2 separate regions of the Sus scrofa genome follow, and region 1 is linked to region 2. A link is a contact called in public Hi-C data. All regions are on one chromosome and are shown on one strand. The core of a region is the stretch at or near the end of the contact, and the rest is flanking DNA. Distances in the headings are between cores, read along the strand shown.

Region 1 (5,397 bases), core at 323-2,822, 140 kb before region 2:
GATCCAAGGCATATCTGTGACCCTATGTTGCAGCTTGCAGCAATGCCGGATCCTTAACCTACCGAGCAAGGCCAAGGATCAAACCCTCAGCCTCATAGACACTATGTCAGTTTCTTAACCAGCTGAGCCACAATGGGAACTCAGAAAACTTTAAAAAAATAGTTTAGTAATACATTTCAGCTAGAAGTCTCGTTATTAACACAACAGTGTAAATTAATTATACTTAAAGAAAATAATTTTTTTTTTTTTTTTTAAAGAAGACCGGAAGTGCCCATCGTGGCTCAGCAGTAACTAACCCAACTAATATCCATGAGGATGCGGGTTTGATCCCTGGCCTCAATCACTGAGTTAAGTATCCAGCTTTGCGGTGAGCTGTGGTGTAGGTCGAAGATGTAGCTGGGATCCCGCCTGCTGTGGCTGTGGTGCAGGCGGGCAGCTACAGCTCAGATTCCACCCCTAGCCTGGGAACTTCTATATGTCAGGGGTGTAGCCCTAGAAAGACAAAAAAGTAAAATATAAAAATAAATAAAAAATAGAAAAGAAGTCTGGGAGTTCCTATTGTGGCTCAGTGGGTAGTGAACCTGACTAGTATCCATGAGGAAGGATGTGGGATCAATCCTTGGCCTCACTCAGTGGATTAAGTTGCTGCAAGCTGACTTGGAGGTGGCAGACGTGGCTTGGCTTGGATCGGGTGTTATTATGGCTCTGGCTGTGGTGTAGGTGGGCAGGTGCAGCTCCGATTCTACCCCTAGTACAGGAACTTCCATATGCCACAGGTGCTTCCCTCAAAAGAAAAAATTTAAAAATACATAAGAGGTCTGATCAAAATACAGGTCATATTGTTATTATATGGCTTTTTTTTTTTTTTTTTTTTTTTTTTTTTGCCAGAAAGCTTCCGGCTGTTTGAAGTTGAGATCCGCAGGACAGTTAACCTACCTGTTCTTGCTCTGAGGAACAGACCTGACCTGCAACTTGGGCGCCGAGAGCGTCCGCGGGCCGGGGCCAGGACAGCAATGAGCTCTCGGCTACGGAAGGTGGCGCTGTTAGGTCTGAGGGGAGAAGGGCTGGCGCCGGGACTCCCGGAGCGGAGTTGAAAAAAGCAACCGGGAAGTCCAAAGTGAGTTCCCCTAGTTAGGACATCACACTTGAGAATGGGACTTCTGGGGACTCAAAGATTTCGGAGAAATGGCAGAAATGCTTCAGGAAGAGTAAATCCCAGAGGAAATTTAGACCAAAACTCCGGGCGGGGACTGCGGGCATCTTCTGGGGTCGCGGCTCCGGGCGCGGGTAGAGGAGTTGGCGCGGAGAGAAGGGGGGCGATGAAAACCAAATGTCTTTCATCCCCTGGAGACAAAGAGGTGCCTTCTTTTGACAACAGCTGCCAGTGCCACACACACCATACGGCGGGGCCGGGGGAGGGGCGCCGGGGGAGCGGCGGGGCCGGGACCGCTCCGACTTCCCACAATGGTGGTTGTCATGGTGACGGGCCATCCATCTAAAGGGGTGGCTGAAAGGACCCATTGTTCCTCAGGCGGGCTGCCCGGGCTGTGCCTGTTTCTGAGACACCTTTAAACACCTCCCCGGCTTCCGGAGGGCTGTGGACCGTGGCTGGTGGCGTCCTCCCGAGCCTTAGGCCCGAGATCGCCGGGCTGTCTGGGTTCTGCTCGCTCTGCGCCGGGAACCTGCGGTCACTCGCCCCTCCCCGTCCCTTCCTTCGCGGGCGTGCAGCCAGCAGCGGAGAACACGTGCGGGGCACACACACACACACACACACACACACACACACACACACACACACACACACGGGCTTGGTAGCCCAGCAAGCACACACACAGAGGCCTGGCAACACAGCCAGTAGGCGCGCACGCGCGCGCGCACACACACACACACACACGGGCTTGGTAGCACAGCTGCCACACAGACACAGACACATATATACATGCGCACACACTGGGTGCCACCTGGGTCTGGAAATCAGCGGGAGACACACACACACACACATACACACAGGCCTGGGCCAGCAGGTGAACTGGAGACTGATAACAAGGATTCTGGAGGAACCACACAAGTACTTGCTGAGATCTAGGGCCTGGAGAAAACCCCGCAGAATGACTTTGCAGTCGTGCTGGAAGAAAAAGGAGTACAAAGCTACAGGGTAATGAAGATTAAAAGTTACAAGGCAGCGTGGCACGTTTCCTTACAACAGCAAACACTTGGAGACAACCGAAAAGTTGGTCCCTGAGGGCTGGTTAAATAATGTGGGGTACATCCGTCTGATGAAATGTTAAGCGGCTGTTAAAATCACAAGGCAGCTCTATATGCGGAGCTCAGGGAATGTTCCGTCTATTCTAAGTTATAAAGCAAAATGCAGAACAGCATGAGTAGCATGTGGACGGGTGTGTACACACACACCGCTGTGCACGTGTGTGTGTGTGTGTGTGTGTGTTTGCATGCCAGGAAGCGGTTGCTTCTTAGGACAGTAACTGTGGGACAGGAATGTACAGCGAGGTGATGGAGAAAACATCCTTTTCATCCTATAGTCTTTTATACCTTTTGGATTTTTGTCCTGTGTACCATGTATTATCCAAAAAATCTTTAAATAACTTTTTGGAGGGTGGGAGATGGGATGGGGGTTTGGGATGGAAATGCTATAAAATTGGGTTGTGATGATCATTGTACAACTATAAATGTAATAAAATTCATTGGGTAACTAAAAGAAAAAAGAAAGAAAAAAAACCCCAAAAAATATTTAAATAACTTTAAAATTGCATCTGAACACTATCTAATGAGATTGGGAATTCTCCATAAAGTGTCTGAGCTCTTTTTAAAAATATTTTAATAAGGGGAGTTCCCATCGTGGCTCAGCGGGTTAAGAACCTGACATAGTGCCTGTGAGGATGAGGATTTGATCCCTGGTCTTGCTCATTGGGTTAAGTATCCAGCATTGCCACAAGCTGTGGTAGAGGTCACAGGTGCAGCTCAATCTGGTGTTGGTGTGGCTGTGGCGTAGGCTGGCAGCTACAGCTCCAATTGGACCCCTAGCCTGGGCACTTCCATATACCGCAGGTGCAATTGTAAAAAGAATAATTAATTAATTAATTAAATTTTACCAAGTATTAAAATTTTTTTATGGTCACCCCAGAGCCTGGGCCAGTGATTGAATCTGAGCTATAGCTACAGCAACACCAGATCATTTACCCACTGTGCCGGGCTGAGGATTGAACCTGTGCTTTGGCAGTGACCCAAGCTGCTGCAGTGGGATTCTTAACCCACTGTACCACAGCAGGAACTCCATTAAGTATGAATTTTTAAAGTATACATGGACAACAAATACCATTAACTCACAGATACAGAAAGAATGACAAAACTTGCAAATACACACCTCTGGGAGCCTACTGTACAATCTATTACATCAAATTAATCACAATTAAACAAATATGACATTAGGGTGATTTTCCTAATTAGAAAATGATTATACAAGTGAAGAAACAAGAAGTGTTCTTCATTTTACCTAATATCACACAGCTAAGAAAGCTGCAGAGCCTGGACTTGAACTCATATCTGCCTGACACAAACCTACATTCTTTTGTTGTTGTCGTCTTTTTTTTTTTTTTTTTTCTTTTAGGGCCGCATACATGGCATATGGAGTTTCCCAGGCTAGGGGTCTTATCGGAGCTGTAGCTGCCAACCTACACTACAACCACAGCAACACAGGGTTCAAGCCTCGTCTACAACCTACACCACAGCTCACAGCAACGCTGGATCCTTAACCCACTGAGTGAGGCCAGGGATCGAACCTGTAACCTCATGGTACCTAGTTGGACTCGGTTCCGCTGCGCCTCAACGGGAACTCCACAAACCTACGTTCTTGGGTTTTTGTTTCTTCTTTTTTGGCCTAGCTGAGTGCAGCATGTGCAATTTCCAAGCCAGGCATCAGATCCGAGCCTCAGTTTCAACCTATGCTGCCGCTGCAGCAACCCCAGATCCTTAACGCGCTGCACCTGGCCAGGGATCGAATCCGCGTCCCAGCCCTCCAGATGCCACCCATCCTGCTGTGCCACAGTGAGAACTCCTAAAACCTAAATTCTTAACCTCTAATATACAAATCAGTTTTTAAATTATAGTGAAAATACAGACTCAGTATAACTCTTTAATCCTGAGGCATCACACATTTCTTAATTGAAATACAGTTGATTTACAGTGTTGTTAGTTTCATGTATACAGCAAAGTGGTTCAGAATATATGCACATATATTCTTTTTTGGATTCTTTTCCCTTATGGGTCATTACAAAATATCATGTAGGAGTTCCCGTCATGGCTCAGTGGTTAACGAATCCGACTAGGAACCATGAGGTTGCGGGTTCGGTCCCTGGCCTTGCTCAGTGGATTAAGGATCTGGCATTGCCGTGAGCTGTGGTGTAGGTTGCAGAGGCAGCTCGGATCCCAAGTTGCTGTGGCTCTGGTGTTGGCTGGCAGTACAGCTCCGATTCGACCCCTAGCCTGGGAACCTCCATATGCTGCGGGAGCAGCCCAAGAAATGGCAAAAAGACAAAAAAAAAAAAAAAAAAAAAAATCATGTATAGTTTCCTGCATTGTGTATAGTTTCCTGTAGGACCTTTTTGGATGTGGCTTCACAAATTGAATAAAAGCTTTCTAACTATTAAGAGTTAAACTATATTTGAGGAAACATCAATTGTAAACAGTGTGGTGGGCCTGTGAAATTTTAACTCATGCTGTAGTTTGGTTGTACAGAATAAACATAAAGTCTTTATTTTGTGAATAGCTAATGCCTTTATTTAGGTGTCCATAAATAAAGTTGAACTGGAATGCAAACATGCTCATTCCTTTATGTTTTGTCTGGCTGCTTTTGCACTGCCATAGCCGAGTTGCATACTTGTAAGACTGGCCCACAAAGACTAAAATATTTGCTATTTGGAGTTTCCTGGCGGCCTAGTAGATAAGGATCCGGCACCGTCTTTGCTGTAGCGGGGGTTCCCTGGCCCAGGAACTTCTGCATGCTGTGGGCAAAGGCCTAATTAATTAATTAATTGAATATTTGCTACACGGCCCCTACAGAAAATGTTTGCTGATCCTAGAGGTAAGGCCATGCACTTAGAAAGGCAAAGAGGCAGGGACTTTTATCATTTACAAATTCTAGCCCCATTTCAGGAGTTCCCATTGTGGCTCATCGGAAACAAACTGACTAGTATCTATGAGGATGCAGGTTCACTCCCTGGCCTGGATCAGTGGGTTACGGATCCACTGTGGCTGTGGTGTAGGCCGACAGCTGCAGCTCCAATTTGACCCCTGGCCTGGGAACTTCCGTATGCCGCAGGTGCTGCCTTAAGAAGAAAAAAAGGATTCTAGCCTCATTAAAAAATTACTATTTTGTTATTC
Region 2 (4,915 bases), core at 1,640-4,139:
GTCAGATTCGTTTCCACTGAGCCACAATGAGAAATGCCCTAAAAAAAAAAGTTTTCCATTTTAGAACAGTTTCAGATTTATAGATTTATTGCAGGGAAGTACAAAAAGTCCCTATGTTCCCCACACCCATTTTCCCCTATTATTAGCCCTTTACCTTGGTATGGTACATTTGTCACAGATAGTGAACCAGCGCTGATACATTATTAACTAGAATTCATACTTCATTCAGATTTCCTCAGTTTTCCCCAGTGTTCTCCTTCTGCCTCAGGATCCCATCCAGCACAACCCATTACATTTAGTCATCATGTCTCTTTAAGCCCCTCTTGTCTATGACAGTTTCTGGCACTCCTTGGTTTTGATGGCCTTGGCAGTTTTGAGGAGTACTAGCCGGATATTAGAAGGGGTGATGTGTTTTGCAAAGAAGACCACAGAGGTGAAGTGCCGTCATCGCAGCATAAAAGCCATCAGTATTCACCGATATACCCACTACAAGGGGATTTGCCATCAGTGTGCCCTCTCACTGTTATGTTAACCTCACTTATCTGGCTCTGGTTGTTTGTCAGCTTCCTCCACTGTAGAGTTACTCCTTTTTTTCCACACCCTTTCCCGTACTGTACTCTTTGGAAAGAAGTTACTGCCCGCAGCCACACTTGAGATGTGGGGAGTTATATTCTACTCCCTAAGAGCAGCATATCTGTATTAATTATTTGGAATGCTGCTTAAGAGATTTATCTGTTCTTCTTCATCTGTTTATTTATTCAGGCATTTATTTATATTAGTATGGGCTCAGAGATATTTACTTTATACTTTGAGTTATAATCAAAGTTCTGCCACTTCATTTATTAATTTGTTGCTCAAATTATTCCAGATTCAGCCATTAGGAGCTTTTTCTGCTTTTGCTCAATGTGCAAACCCTCATCATTGTGAAGTTGTTTTGTTTTGAGTACTTCCTTACATTTTTGTGCTACAAAATATTCCAGGAGTTCCCATCATGGCTCAGTGATTAGCGAATCTGACTAGGAACCATGAGGTTGCGGGTTCGATCCCTGGCCTTGCTCAGTGGGTTAAGGATCTTGCGTGGCTATGGCTGTGGTGTAGGCCAGTGGCTACAGCTCCGATTGAACCCCTAGCCTGGGAATCTCCAGTTGGTGCCTGTGTGGCCCTAGAAAAGGCAAAAAGACCAAAAAAAAAAAAAAAAAAAAAATTCCAGGTTCATGTTGTGTTTATCATGCCCCAATCCTATAATCAGACATTTCTTCAAAGAGTAGGGCCATGTTTAATCTAGTTTGAAAATTGTGTTCTCAACTAGAAGGACTACTAAATTTAAAGTAGAGAAAAATTCTACTATTCTTTATATAACTATGAATAATATATCTTTGCAATCTTAGGCTTATATTGTCTATTTATAAGATGAAATTATACTATTTCCCCATGTAAAAAGACAATAGGGAGTTCCTGTTGTGGCTCAGCAGGTTAAGAACTGGACATAGTGTCTGTGAGGATGCAGGTTCGATCCCTGGCCTCACTCAGTGGGTTAAGGATCCAGTGTTGCCACAAGCTGTGGCATAGATCTCCGATGTGGCTCAGATCTGGTGTTGGTGTAGCTGTGGCGTAGGCCTCAGCTGTACCCCTGGTTTGACCCCTAGCCCAGGAATTTCCCAGCCCACAGGTTTGGTCTTTAAAAGAAAAAAAAAAAAAAAAAAAAAACAGTATTATAATAGGCAGTGAGATCATGTATAAGATACTCGGACATGAAGTTTTGAAAAAATTCACTTGACTCGGAGTCAAGCTATTTTACAGCCATTTCTATACTGACTGGATATGACCTTAAAGCAGGTCCTATAACTTCTCTGGCCTCTCTAGAATGAGGTGATTGAAGTAGATCAGTTTTGGTGATGTGATATCTAATATTATATGATCTAAGGTGTTAAATCAACCCTAGTACACAGTTGTGTCTAATGTGCCAAATTCCAATAACAGATTTATTTTACTTTTGAAATTCTCACCAATACCAAGGAAATCTGTACTGACTCTGAATTCCCACGCTGCTCTGTGACTCTTTGTGGATAGCTCCTGAAAACAGTGTACAGCATTCCTAATGGTTCTGCTGACCTGCACAGTAGAGCTGTGAGACAAAGTGTTTTGTTTTGTTTTGTTTTGTTTTGTTTTGTTTTGTTTTCTTTTGTGGAAAGAGAATTTAAGGGACTAGGCTCTGTGTCATTTCAGTATTGAAATAAGCAGCTCCCTAGGGTGTTAAAATTAATGGAACTGTTAGTAATACCTGCTCTTTGGGTGCGCCTGTCTCTATTTTTTTACAAAGTTGTATTCAGTGATAATTTGTGTCTGTGATACTTTAGGTATAGTATCTTACTCTAGTATTTTGAAATAACATTCAAAATGTCTTTTGGCAAACAGCATCCTCATTTTATATGTGTTAATCCTATTAGGTTTAAAAACTATTAATTGTGTTATTAGTGGAAATGATAGCATTCATTACTGTCAATAAAATGCTTTCTTTCTCTTTTAAATAGAAACCAATTCTTCACCGAAGAAGGCGAGTCCGAAAGCGCAAACACCACAATAGCAGTGTGGTCACAGAGACCATTTCTGAGACCACAGAGGTATTAGACGAGCCTTTTGAAGACTCTGACTCGGAAAGGCCGATGCCAAGGTTAGAACCCACATTTGAGATTGACGAGGAGGAGGAAGAGGATGAGAATGAGCTCTTCTCTAGAGGGTACTTCCGTCGCTTGTCCTCCCAAGATGTTCTCAGGTGTCGATCTGCTTCTAAGAGGAAGTCAAAAGATGAAGACGATGACGAAGAGTCAGACGATGTTGATGGTATGTTTCACAGACCTGTTGCTTATTGCAGTTCTCTTGCAACAGAAAGGGCTGAAGACAGACATGACCCACTGGGCATGTGCAGGACAGCTTGTAGCTTCTAAAGAGTTGTAGGAAGTGTATTCATTCTCATTTTCTTTTTCAGTTCTTTGTCCTTTTATAAAAATGCTTTTTCCTAGTTCCTCCTTCAACTTACAACCTTTTTTGCCTCTGTAGAAAATATCTTGCTGTTAGGAAATTGTTCTTTTTTGCCTAATTTTCTCTCAGCCGTTATCTGAATCATTTGTTAATGGGTAGATTAGACTTAGCATAAGGAAAATATCTAATTAATAACCCTTTCCTAGAATGTGCAGTCTATAGACACAGTGTGTTTTGCTAATTATGTATGCTGAATGCTTAAAAGAGGCACTCAGTAAATATTGTTAAATAAATAGGTGCTTAGAAGGTAGTTCTTAAATAAGGTCAGATACATGTCAGTTTGGACTCACTTCAAATCTGTTCCTGAATCATATTTCTATTATGTCTTAGCTAGTAGTATAATAGATATTTATTAGTAAATTTCTAATGAAAGGTAACTGTACCTAAAAATAAGTTAAATTTTATGGCATAGCTAAAAATCCAGTGATTAGCCTTGTCATTTCCTCTTTAGAGATTAAAAAATGAGCTCATATATGACTTGGGTCTCAAACTAGTCATTCGCATCTTAGCCTGAAGTTTTTGCCCCTGTGTCACTCTGCCTCTGTCTGCAGTGATTGCCTTGATGGGCTCAAACTGAGCTGCTTTGCTTTGCTTGGTACATAAATCTGTAGCTTTTATGTACCAACTAGTTGAGCTTTTATTCTCCTTTTAAAAATAAATTCAATTTCAAATCTAGCATTTTCTCCAGTCTTATATTTTTATGTACTTTTAATGTAGTGATAAGATGAATAAATTTTTTGCTTTATTCTGAATGATTTTCCAGAATTACATTTTGAGATATAGAACTAAAAATTGATATTGTAAAAAATGTGGCACTTTATTAAAATTCTATCTTGGATCATTGCAGATTAAAATAATCTCTAAGTTCCTGTTGGACAAAGTTTTCTCTAAAGTAGCCATTACCTTTGTTTTCAGGTTATTACTGCTAACTATACCTTTTAGTCCCACTGGTTCCCCCCTGCACTCCCCAAAATTCCATTCTTACATTGGTGTTCTTCCCTTTAAAAAGTAATGGGAAATGTGAATGTACTTAATTCCACACCAAACTGTAGTATCTAAAAATGGTTAAAATGGTGAACTTTATATGCTGTGCATATATTCATTCATATATGAATATATATGATACTCCAGTTTTTAGAAGTAGAAAAAATTAATGAGAATATAATGCTGATATCAAATTTATTTCTGATAAACCATTGTCATTGGTACTTTAACTTTTGCTTCAGGTCAGTATTTGTCCAGGACTACATGCCTTGCAGCTATTCCTGTACAAACACTTTGGTTGGGAACAATGTGGGATTGTTCAGTCGTGGCCTAGAATCATTGGCTTACGATATTACCTGAAATAATGATTTTGGTAGAAACTAAGAAACCCAGAGCAGTAATACAAATGGCGAACAGAAAAAAAAAAAAAGCAATGAGCTGATTTGTAATTTAAACAGCAAAGACAGCTTGTCTACAGTAGTTGTAAGGGAGTTCCCACAGTGGTGCAGTGGGTTAAGAATCCAGCAGTAACAAACCTAACTAGTATCCATGGGGACACAGGTTCAGTCCCTGGCCTTGCTCCGTGGGTTAAGGATCTGGCATTGCGGTGAGCTGTGGTGTAGGTTGCAGATGCAGCTTGGATCTGGCATTGCTGTGCCTGTGATGTAGGATGGCAGCTACAGCTCCAATTCGACCTCAAGCCTGGGACCTTCCATATGCCGTGGGTACAGCCCTTAAAAAAAAAAAAGAATCCAACTGCACCAACTGCAGTGGCAGGGGTTGCTGCAGCGGCATGCATTCAGTCCCTGGGTGGCTCAGTGGGTTAAAGGATCCCACAACAGCTGAGGCGTAGGTTGCAGCAGCTGCTCAGATTCCGTCCCTGGCCTGGGTA

The links. A called contact is a pair of places that touch in the nucleus more often than the background predicts.
Region 1: a contact with region 2 is called in a Hi-C map of alveolar macrophages, with 2.4 times the contacts expected there. The contact joins two enhancer-like sites. A contact is called at or near these places in 1 of 5 promoter capture datasets (liver), 20 of 47 Hi-C or Micro-C datasets (alveolar macrophages, blood, brain and 12 more) and 2 of 2 datasets of contacts at active chromatin or transcription factors (alveolar macrophages and skeletal muscle).

Annotation. Positions count from the first base shown.
Region 1 is chr17:11,146,181-11,151,577 of Sscrofa11.1, reverse strand. No RefSeq gene overlaps it. Among named protein-coding and RNA genes, the nearest start is that of AP3M2, 18 kb to the left of the region's middle. Within about 2 kb of position 1,572, at least 55 of the 83 cell types and tissues checked have an H3K27ac peak or open chromatin away from gene starts, as enhancers often do. A contact at or near this core is called in alveolar macrophages, where this site is marked.
Region 2 is chr17:11,008,540-11,013,454 of Sscrofa11.1, reverse strand. KAT6A (histone acetyltransferase KAT6A) reads left to right here. Exons shown (of 20, transcript XM_021078038.1): 17 at 2,532-2,841. Among named protein-coding and RNA genes, the nearest start is that of ANK1, 26 kb to the right of the region's middle. Within about 2 kb of position 2,889, at least 3 of the 83 cell types and tissues checked have an H3K27ac peak or open chromatin away from gene starts, as enhancers often do. A contact at or near this core is called in alveolar macrophages, where this site is marked.